3 separate regions of the Zea mays genome follow, and regions 1 and 3 are each linked to region 2. The links are chromatin contacts, called in public Hi-C maps. All regions are on one chromosome and are shown on one strand. The core of a region is the stretch at or near the end of the contact, and the rest is flanking DNA. Distances in the headings are between cores, read along the strand shown.

Region 1 (2,700 bases), core at 15-2,514, 310 kb after region 2:
CCGTCCGGCATGTCGCCGGCGGCCATGAACAGCGGGCCCACGAGCCAGGCACGGGCGCCCGTCTCGTAGAATGACTCCAAGGCCGACACGTAGGCCGCGTCGAGCGCGTCGAGGCTGTTGCTGAGGACTCCCCAGCTGCGCACGTCCGAATCACCGATCTCGTCCATGAAGAAGCGCGTGAACGGGTTGTCGGGGTCGGCCCTCTTGGTGACCCCATCGGGAACCTCCTCCGCCCTGACCGCCACGTGCTCCGGCATGCCGGGCACCTGGATCATGGTCCCGGGCTCGAAGCTGGTCGGCGGGCTCGCAGCGAGCGCCTTGCAGATCGCCGAGGCGAAGCAGGACATGCCGTTGAACACGATGCGGCGGACGCCGGCGTCGGCCGCCACGCGGCGCGTGAACCCGAGGAAGAAGTCGGAGACGAGCGCGAGCGGCGGGGACGGGAGCGACGCCAGGAACTCGGCGAACGGCCCGCGCAGGAGCCCCGTCGCCTGCATGAACGTCAGGTGCAGCGACGGGCACGGGAGGGCGTCGGTGGACTCGACGCCCTCCGGCAGCGGCGGGAACGACGGGAACGGGAGCGCGACGAGGCCCACCGACGCGGGCAGACGGCTCCGGGCGAAGGCCACGTTGCCCGGGGTGGTGACCAGGGTCACGCGGAGCCTGCCGTGTTGCGCCGAGAGTGCCGTGGCGAAGTGGAGCAGCGGGAGCATGTGGCCCTTCGCCATGAAAGGGAAGATGACGACGTGGTCGCGGCCTGACCTTGACACAGGAACGTTCAAATCCCCGATACGAACGAACTGCACGTAGGGGAGAATGCGACAAACAGTTGGAAAGGGTTTTCTCACCAGCGACAGCTGCGAAGTAGTCTGCCCGCGGGGCGCAGCGGAATCCGCGGCGGAGCTCCGACTCCGGCATGAAATCGCCACGCGCTCCGATCACCACTTCGCCCGTTGATACAACGGCCGGTTCTCTCGAGCGTTGCCGAACCCCACTGACCCAATCGATTGAGCCCAAGGTTCGCACGGCAGCGACGGATCTCGACTCTCTCTCTCGCGGTGGTTCACGAAGGCAGAGAAGTGGTAGTTCGGCGGCTGGTGAAGGCGGTCTTATAGCACAGAGATGCGAGGGGGAAGAAGTCCGCGGCGCCGGATCCTCGGCGAGATCCAGCATCGGCGGGTGGTTACGCCCGAGCCGGGCGCCATTGCAACGGCCCTGGCGGAGAAGGCGGGCTGACGCCTGGGTCCCACGCAACGGTGACTGTGAACGCCCTCGGCGAGCGGAGCCCACCAGTTAGTGACCGGGAAAGAAAACGCGGCGCGGGAGGGTGCGACTGATGCGCGGGTCCGGCCTGTCAGCGCCAGGCTGCGCGAGAGCGGGAGTTGGGCCGCCGCGGGTGTAATTCGTTGGTGGGCCGAGAAACAAAGTTGAGGCCCAACAGGCATTTTCTCTTGTTTTTCTTATTTCTGTTTGAATTTCTTTCACAATTTCGAATTTTGGTATTTAATTTATGAATTGTTCATGAGTTTCACACACAATTCAAGTGCACAAACAAAAGTCCCAGCATGATGCAATATTTTATTTTACTATTATTTTCATTTTATTTCATTATTTATTAGGGAATTTATCCATGACAATTGGTTTTTTTATACATGTGTGTGCTCAAGGAAGGGAAAAAATGCATATAATGTACATCCAAAACTCTATCTCCTTTATTTATTACTAGGTCTATGTCCGTGCGTTGCTACGGGAGTAAAAAATTAGTATGAAACATATATACAGAACGACAAACATCATTGTCCCTCTAATTGGTTGGACGCATCGTTTCATCGTGAGTCACTGCATGCATTGATTTTATCTAAGCATTTGTTTGGTGAGGGAATGTTGAAACACTATCTATATATCTATTCAGATGACTGAAAAATCTTTGTTGCAAAATAGTTCTTTGCTTTCCAGTTTAGTTTACTACTATTATGAACATTGATGGTATTTACTTGATCTTGTCCAAAGCAGTCCATGTTCAAATTCATTTGTGGGGTATATGGTGTCTCCAATATGCTCTAACTTAACTTCAGAAGAGGTTTACTTTCAGTGTGTGTGCGCATGGGGTAGGGCGAATGACAAAAGGCAGTGTTGTACATAAATAATAGCTTTTGAAAACTTGGCTAGTTGATTTAGCAGAGATGATTTGGCAGCTAGGTTAATTAGAACCAAATGATTTTCCCATGTTAAGTTAATTTCTTCTTTGGAGATGGACAAGAGTTTTATGCAATAAGAAAAAAGCAAAGCAGAAGGATATGCAGGAATATGCTCTTACTTAAATTCAGAAGAGGCTCTATTATTACTTTTAGTGTGTATGTGTTTGGCTGCAGGGGGTAACCAGTAACAAGCATATATGTAGTGGCAAGAGACTATATAATAATTTTAAAGTTGATGATTGCTAGGGGAGACTACTAAAGGATAAAAAATCGTCAAAAAAATTAAAACGCTTGCTTCGTCATTTTTCTGAATACTAAAGGATAAAAAAACTTCTCAACCATCCCTATCTTTCCAGTAATTTCAAGGGAGCTGAGCTGATAGGGATGGTTGGTAGAACGATGAGAGAAGCGTGAACCATTCCGTGCAAGGAAAATCACCGCCAAAAGATAGACGGTACAGAAGCTGGAGTCCATAGAAACAACACTAGGGTGTTTTCTTGGG
Region 2 (2,700 bases), core at 200-2,699:
AGAGAGCCGTTGGCGCACCGGACAGTCCGGTGCCCCCTTCCGACCGTTGGCTCGACCACGTGTCGCGCGCGGATTTTGCGGCCGACCGTTGGCTCACCGGACAGTCCGGTGCACACCGGACAGTCCGGTGAATTATAGTCGTACGTCGCCGGTGAATTCCCGAGAGCAGCGAGTTCGTTCAAGCCAGCCTGGCGCACCGGACACTGTCCGGTGCACCACCGGACAGTCCGGTGCTCCCAGACTCAGCAAAGTCTTGGCTGCTCGAGCCAAGGCATTTCTAGTTGGTCTTTTCCTGTTTCCAACACTTAGACACAATACATTAGTCTCTAAAACAATGTACTAAGTCTGAGAAACATACCTTTATCCTTGATTTGTACTTTGTCCACCTTTTTACATCTAGGCACTTGTGTTGGACACTAAACCACCAAAATACTTAGAAATGGCCCAAGGGCACATTTCCCTTTCACTTCTCCCCCCAACCTCCCCCCTCGGTGAACTTTGAATTGTCTATTCTTTCCCATTTCAGCTGCAGTGTACGCATTCGATGTAGGTTATTTCTAGTCCAATTCAATTCTGTGTTCGCTTTGTCTAGTCACCGGCCAATTTATTTGCCGGCCTAGCTCTGCAGATTAATTCCATTTGACCGCTCCATGTATTTTTCATGACTTCATGTACCTACGCATTACGTCAAGGAGAGCATGGACGATCGTTTGATTTTTACCAATACTACGTGCAGGAATCTACAGGAACAATGGCTATCTGATGGTCTCCTGCAACGGCGGGCTTAACCAGATGCGAGCAGCAGTAAGCATTGTGTATCGAAATCTAAATACAACTACCACAAGTTACATCTCTGAATTTCTGCCATCATTAAGCTTTATAATAATGTGTATCAATCCGAGCGTGCATCTATCAGATTTTTTTCTCCCTTTCTGAATTCCAACCGTTGTCTGAATACTGAAAATTCAGGCCTCAAGGTTCCACCTATTTTTGTTGTTGTTGAGACAGATTTGTGACATGGTAACCATCGCAAGGTATCTGAACGTTACTCTCATCGTACCAGAGTTGGATAAAAAAAATTTATCACAATTTTTTTGTTGTGGTCCGACATCGCCTACTACCGCTGTCAGTGTGTGGCTGAAAATTTGATTTCAACTGAAGTGACAGGATTCAATCCTTTGCTACCAAACAGATAAAAATTGCTTCTCTTGATTTATTCCAGCCGTATTAATTACATGTCCGGAACAAGTGAAAGGGTCGGATCCACTGAATCCTGGCTTGTAACTGTCCCTAGTCTGGATTCATTCTTGAGCCGCCGAACAGGCCCTAACCATATATACCTCTCGGAACTATACACAGAAAACAGAAAGGAAAAATAGAGGAGGAAGGGCAGCAAAAACATTCAACAAGAAATATATTTGTGAGTTGTGACCACTGACCACACGTCCACACCCCACCAGCGGCCACCTTCGTCATCGCCATGTCTCCACCGCTCCACGTCTCGACCCTTTCCTGCTTCCTTCCTTCCTCCTTCCTTCCCGTCAGACTCGCCAAAGTGCGCCCGGGCGCGCCGAATCTCCAGACGAGATCGCACTCCGCACCTGACGCCGCCAGTGCCGGAGCCGACGGAGATAGCGGGCCTCCACCTCCGATCTAGTGGTGCGCCTCCTTACCGAGGTTCGACGAGCTTTAGCGGCAAAGAACAAAGGGCATTGGGAGACTGGGAGTGGTTAGATTGGCTCGTCTTGGAGGGATGCGATCGTAGCCGGGCCTGCACTTTTCGTGGTAAGTGGGGATTGTTTCCGTTGGCCGTGTCAATGCGCGCGGGATCGCGGTGATCTGCGCATCGCGCTCGAGCTGTGCGGAGCTGTAGTCTAGCTCGGGAGCACGAATGTCGGGTTATCTGGATTCCTCGGTTTTGGTGTTTCTTTGAGCAAGCATCCAGCGATTCCCTCGAAATCGCCTGATATTAGCCCAATAACACAGATGCATGGCCGCGTGGGCTCCATGTGACCCTAGCTTAGCATTAGGTGCATCTTGTTCGCTATTTCGGCGTATCTAGGTGACGCGCTCGATTTCTCGTTAATAATGCGGGCATCAGTGACTATTCAAACAACAGGCGTGGTGTTACAGTCATCACTCATCAGCAGTGGCGGAGCACGACCCAAAATTAAGGTATGGCAATGGTAAAGACATATCTTATAGTAAAATAAAATTTTAGTATAAAAACATCATCAAAAAGTATCTTAGATGAAGAATCCCTTGTAGATTATATGCTAAATAAGCAATTATTTTAGTTTTGTCTAGGAGACTTTGACAGCAGGCTTTGCAACTGCAGGGCAGCAGGCTTTCCAAGCAGCCGAATTTGAAAGCAGCAAAAGAAAGCAGGCGGAGCAGTGGAGCACGGGCTGCACATCCGAAGCAGGCGGAGCAAAGCAAAGCAGGCAAGCAGCCGTGGAGCAGTGGAGGTGGAGCACGGCCGTGCGGCCGCCGGCCAGCCAACGCCCAACGGGTCAACCGGACAAGCACGCGCGCACAGCAGGAAGGCAGAGGCAGCCACCAGCCAGGCAAGACCGCAGCCCGCAGGAAGCAGAAGCCAGAGACGGAGGTGGGCAGGCGGCCGCGGACGGACAGGCGGTCGGCCGGCCGGGCGAGCCGCGAGCGGACGTCTTGTGCTGCAGCGGCTGTGTTGCGGCGGCT
Region 3 (2,744 bases), core at 156-2,655, 340 kb before region 2:
CAGGGGCCAAGCTATAAATGTTTTTCTAGACTTAGCGAGCATACAGAGTGGATGGTGGGTTAAACACAAAAGACGTCTTAGTTGAAGTTGTACACAATTCAACATGAGTCATGTTAGCTAGAGGGTGGAAGACTAGGCATTCTGCTCAATAGATCCAAGGTTTGATCCCTGGGTAGCCACGGTTTGAATTTTTTTTTTCTGCGCGCGGAACGGGGGAGGGCAGAACGGCAGACTACTCTTACATTCTTAATAAGTAGTATAGATATAGATATAGATGTGGTACTATGTTTACGTGCAAAAAAGGAACTTTTAATTGAATTCTGAAGAAACTTGCGGCGTACCCTTTGACATTGTTGGATATCGCCAAATACTAATCTGGTTTCTGAGTCCCCATGAGTGTGCACAATCTCGTTCATGTTCTTTGACTAGATAAGATTGCAAGACTGTAAAGTCATTGAGCACCCTCAGTACATGTGAACAAATAACATGTTTAACCTAGTATTCACTCAGGTTTATACAAACAAAAAAAGTTGGTTTAACAAAGAGAGATATCTCAGAGTTTTCAATAATAATTATGTATTAGTGGAGTCACATTTCCAACACACCTAGGCCAAAAACCAGGCAATTATAGCTAACACCATAACACCAAGAACATAAAAAACTTGGCGAAACATGTGCTTAATGTAAACCAAGAAACAGGAACATAGCACACCGCTAAGGAAGATGATGCAATTTGGTTCTCACTTCCACTGTTTCAAGCCCACAAAGTTTATTTTGCGCCATTCAAAAACTTAAAATATTTCACATTATCCAAAGGACTTGTATGAAAGTAGAAGTATTCGAATTCGATCCATATAAAAGGGTTGAGATCTGGTCCGTATCTGAATCCGGTATTCAGTATCTAATCTGTACCTATTATATATCTGTATCCGTAATAAAAATTGAATATTTAAGATGTTGATATTTATTTAATATTTATCCAACACAATTTGATAATATCCGTATTAAATCTAAATGCAAATAAAAAATAAATATAAATATAAACGAGTAATACCTATTACATACCTCTCCGCACGGGCAACTGTCCAAAAATTCGAAATTCATATATCATACCACGCCACGCCGCGATCTCGATCCACCAACCGCGCTGTATACCGGCGTACCGGCCCGCTGTTCGGTGTCCGCGAATGCCATTTCAGACCCACAATTTCGTTTCGACTGCACGCGCTTGGTCCATACACCGGATCCATCACTGCCCGTTGGCCGTTGCACTTCGCCACACGAACGTCCAGATGTGACTCGGGGTCCACCAAAGGCACCGTACACGGTACACCGGTTATCTCTCCTTCGCCATTTCAAATAGGTTTAAACATCCCGCTCAATAGCCGGAGACCGTAGCAGCGTAGCCAGTAGCCCAGTACCCAGTAGTACCCAGTAGCCATCTCCATCCAGGCTCAAACCCTAGGGAATCTACCCAGAAATCACACCCCAAGCAGGGTCCTATCGTATCAAGAAGCCGTCGCGGGGGCCGGATCGCCGCGGCTCGGAGAGGAGCGGAGCGAAAATCGTGAGCAACCTTTGCTGTTCTCCAGTGGATATGTTCTTGCATCTTTTCGGGCGGTTCGTGATTCGATTCTTCTTTGTTGGTTCTGTTACCACAGATCTGCGGACAGGTAAGGATTCGGAGGCGGGATCAGGAGCTGAGGGAACCTGTTCGAGGTGAGAATCGAAGGACAGCAGGGGGGGTTTGGTTGGTTCTTTCGTGGGATTTTGTTGGTTCAGCCTCCGTCTCTTTGTTCTTACGTGTTTGACTGGTTATTTTGGTTCGAATACCTGCCAAGGATGGGGAATATGAGTAGAGCGGCTGGGATTTGCATGGTTTTGATGGTTTTCTTGAAGCTCTTGTCTGAACTGTTGCTCTTGTTTGCCTTGTGTTTTTCTTGCAGGTGGCCTAGACTCGTAGGGATCGCGTTGACATTGGGAGAAATCACGGAGAGGCGGAAACCGAGCAATAGCCAATAGGTGCGTAGAATTTGGTGAATAGGTTGCTCACGTCCTCTCTGAATATTTCTTGACAATCTGGCAATTTCATCCAAAAAAAATATTTCACGCCTCCAGGGGAAGGGAAGAGCAACAGTGCCCGGGGCACCAAGAATTCGTTGCATAGATCCAGGAGAAGAACAATAGAAATCTGGGCAGAACGAGAGCAGAACTGTAAGAAAATTTATGGTTTCTTGGTCCATTTACTGATGTGCTGATTCATTGTCTGGTTGGTTCTTGAATCACTGTCTCACCGATATGAGCTACACAAACTTCTCGCAGGACTACAAGATGCCTCAATTGAGAACTGCCAGCAGGCCGGCGCTCGCCAGCAACTCTGCTGGTGGTTTTTTTATCAGGAGAAGGGTGGCATCACCAGGAACTTCCCAGGCAAAGGGCGCCGCCAAGCCGCTGGCTCGACGGGTCCGAACACCTGCAGCGAGGGCTAAACCAAAGAGGAGAAGCCCCCTACCTGACTGGTACCCAAGGGTCCCACTCCGTGACATCACATCAATCGTAAAGGTGGTGAACTATTTCCCTAGACTGTATTTGGATGTTCCATAAATTTCTTTAATATTGTGTATGTTCTGTGCTAATATTATGCCATAAACTTCACCATGCTAGAACTAATATTGTGTAACCATGATTTGATTGAGGATGACAGTAGCATGAAATTGCAGGCTAAGCAAATCTTTTATGCTTAA

Evidence for each region. A called contact is a pair of places that touch in the nucleus more often than the background predicts.
Region 1: a Hi-C map of leaf shows a contact between it and region 2, with 4 times the contacts expected there. The contact joins the promoter of LOC100273588 here to the promoter of LOC100274255 in region 2. A contact is called at or near these places in 2 of 25 Hi-C or Micro-C datasets (leaf and leaf mesophyll).
Region 3: a Hi-C map of endosperm shows a contact between it and region 2, with 2.4 times the contacts expected there. The contact joins the promoter of LOC100275429 here to the promoter of LOC100274255 in region 2. A contact is called at or near these places in 3 of 25 Hi-C or Micro-C datasets (ear, endosperm and tassel).

What each region holds. Positions count from the first base shown.
Region 1 is chr5:183,442,991-183,445,690 of Zm-B73-REFERENCE-NAM-5.0, forward strand. It overlaps LOC100273588, which reads right to left and starts at 1,265. Exons shown (of 2, transcript NM_001148005.2): 1 at 849-1,265; 2 at 1-757. The coding sequence starts at 1,173.
Region 2 is chr5:183,130,856-183,133,555 of Zm-B73-REFERENCE-NAM-5.0, forward strand. LOC100274255 reads left to right here and starts at 1,450. Exons shown (of 9, transcript NM_001365843.1): 1 at 1,450-2,175; 2 at 2,339-2,700. The coding sequence starts at 2,089.
Region 3 is chr5:182,795,863-182,798,606 of Zm-B73-REFERENCE-NAM-5.0, forward strand. LOC100275429 reads left to right here and starts at 1,406. Exons shown (of 6, transcript NM_001196684.1): 1 at 1,406-1,567; 2 at 1,662-1,719; 3 at 1,947-2,022; 4 at 2,119-2,214; 5 at 2,323-2,562. The coding sequence starts at 2,332.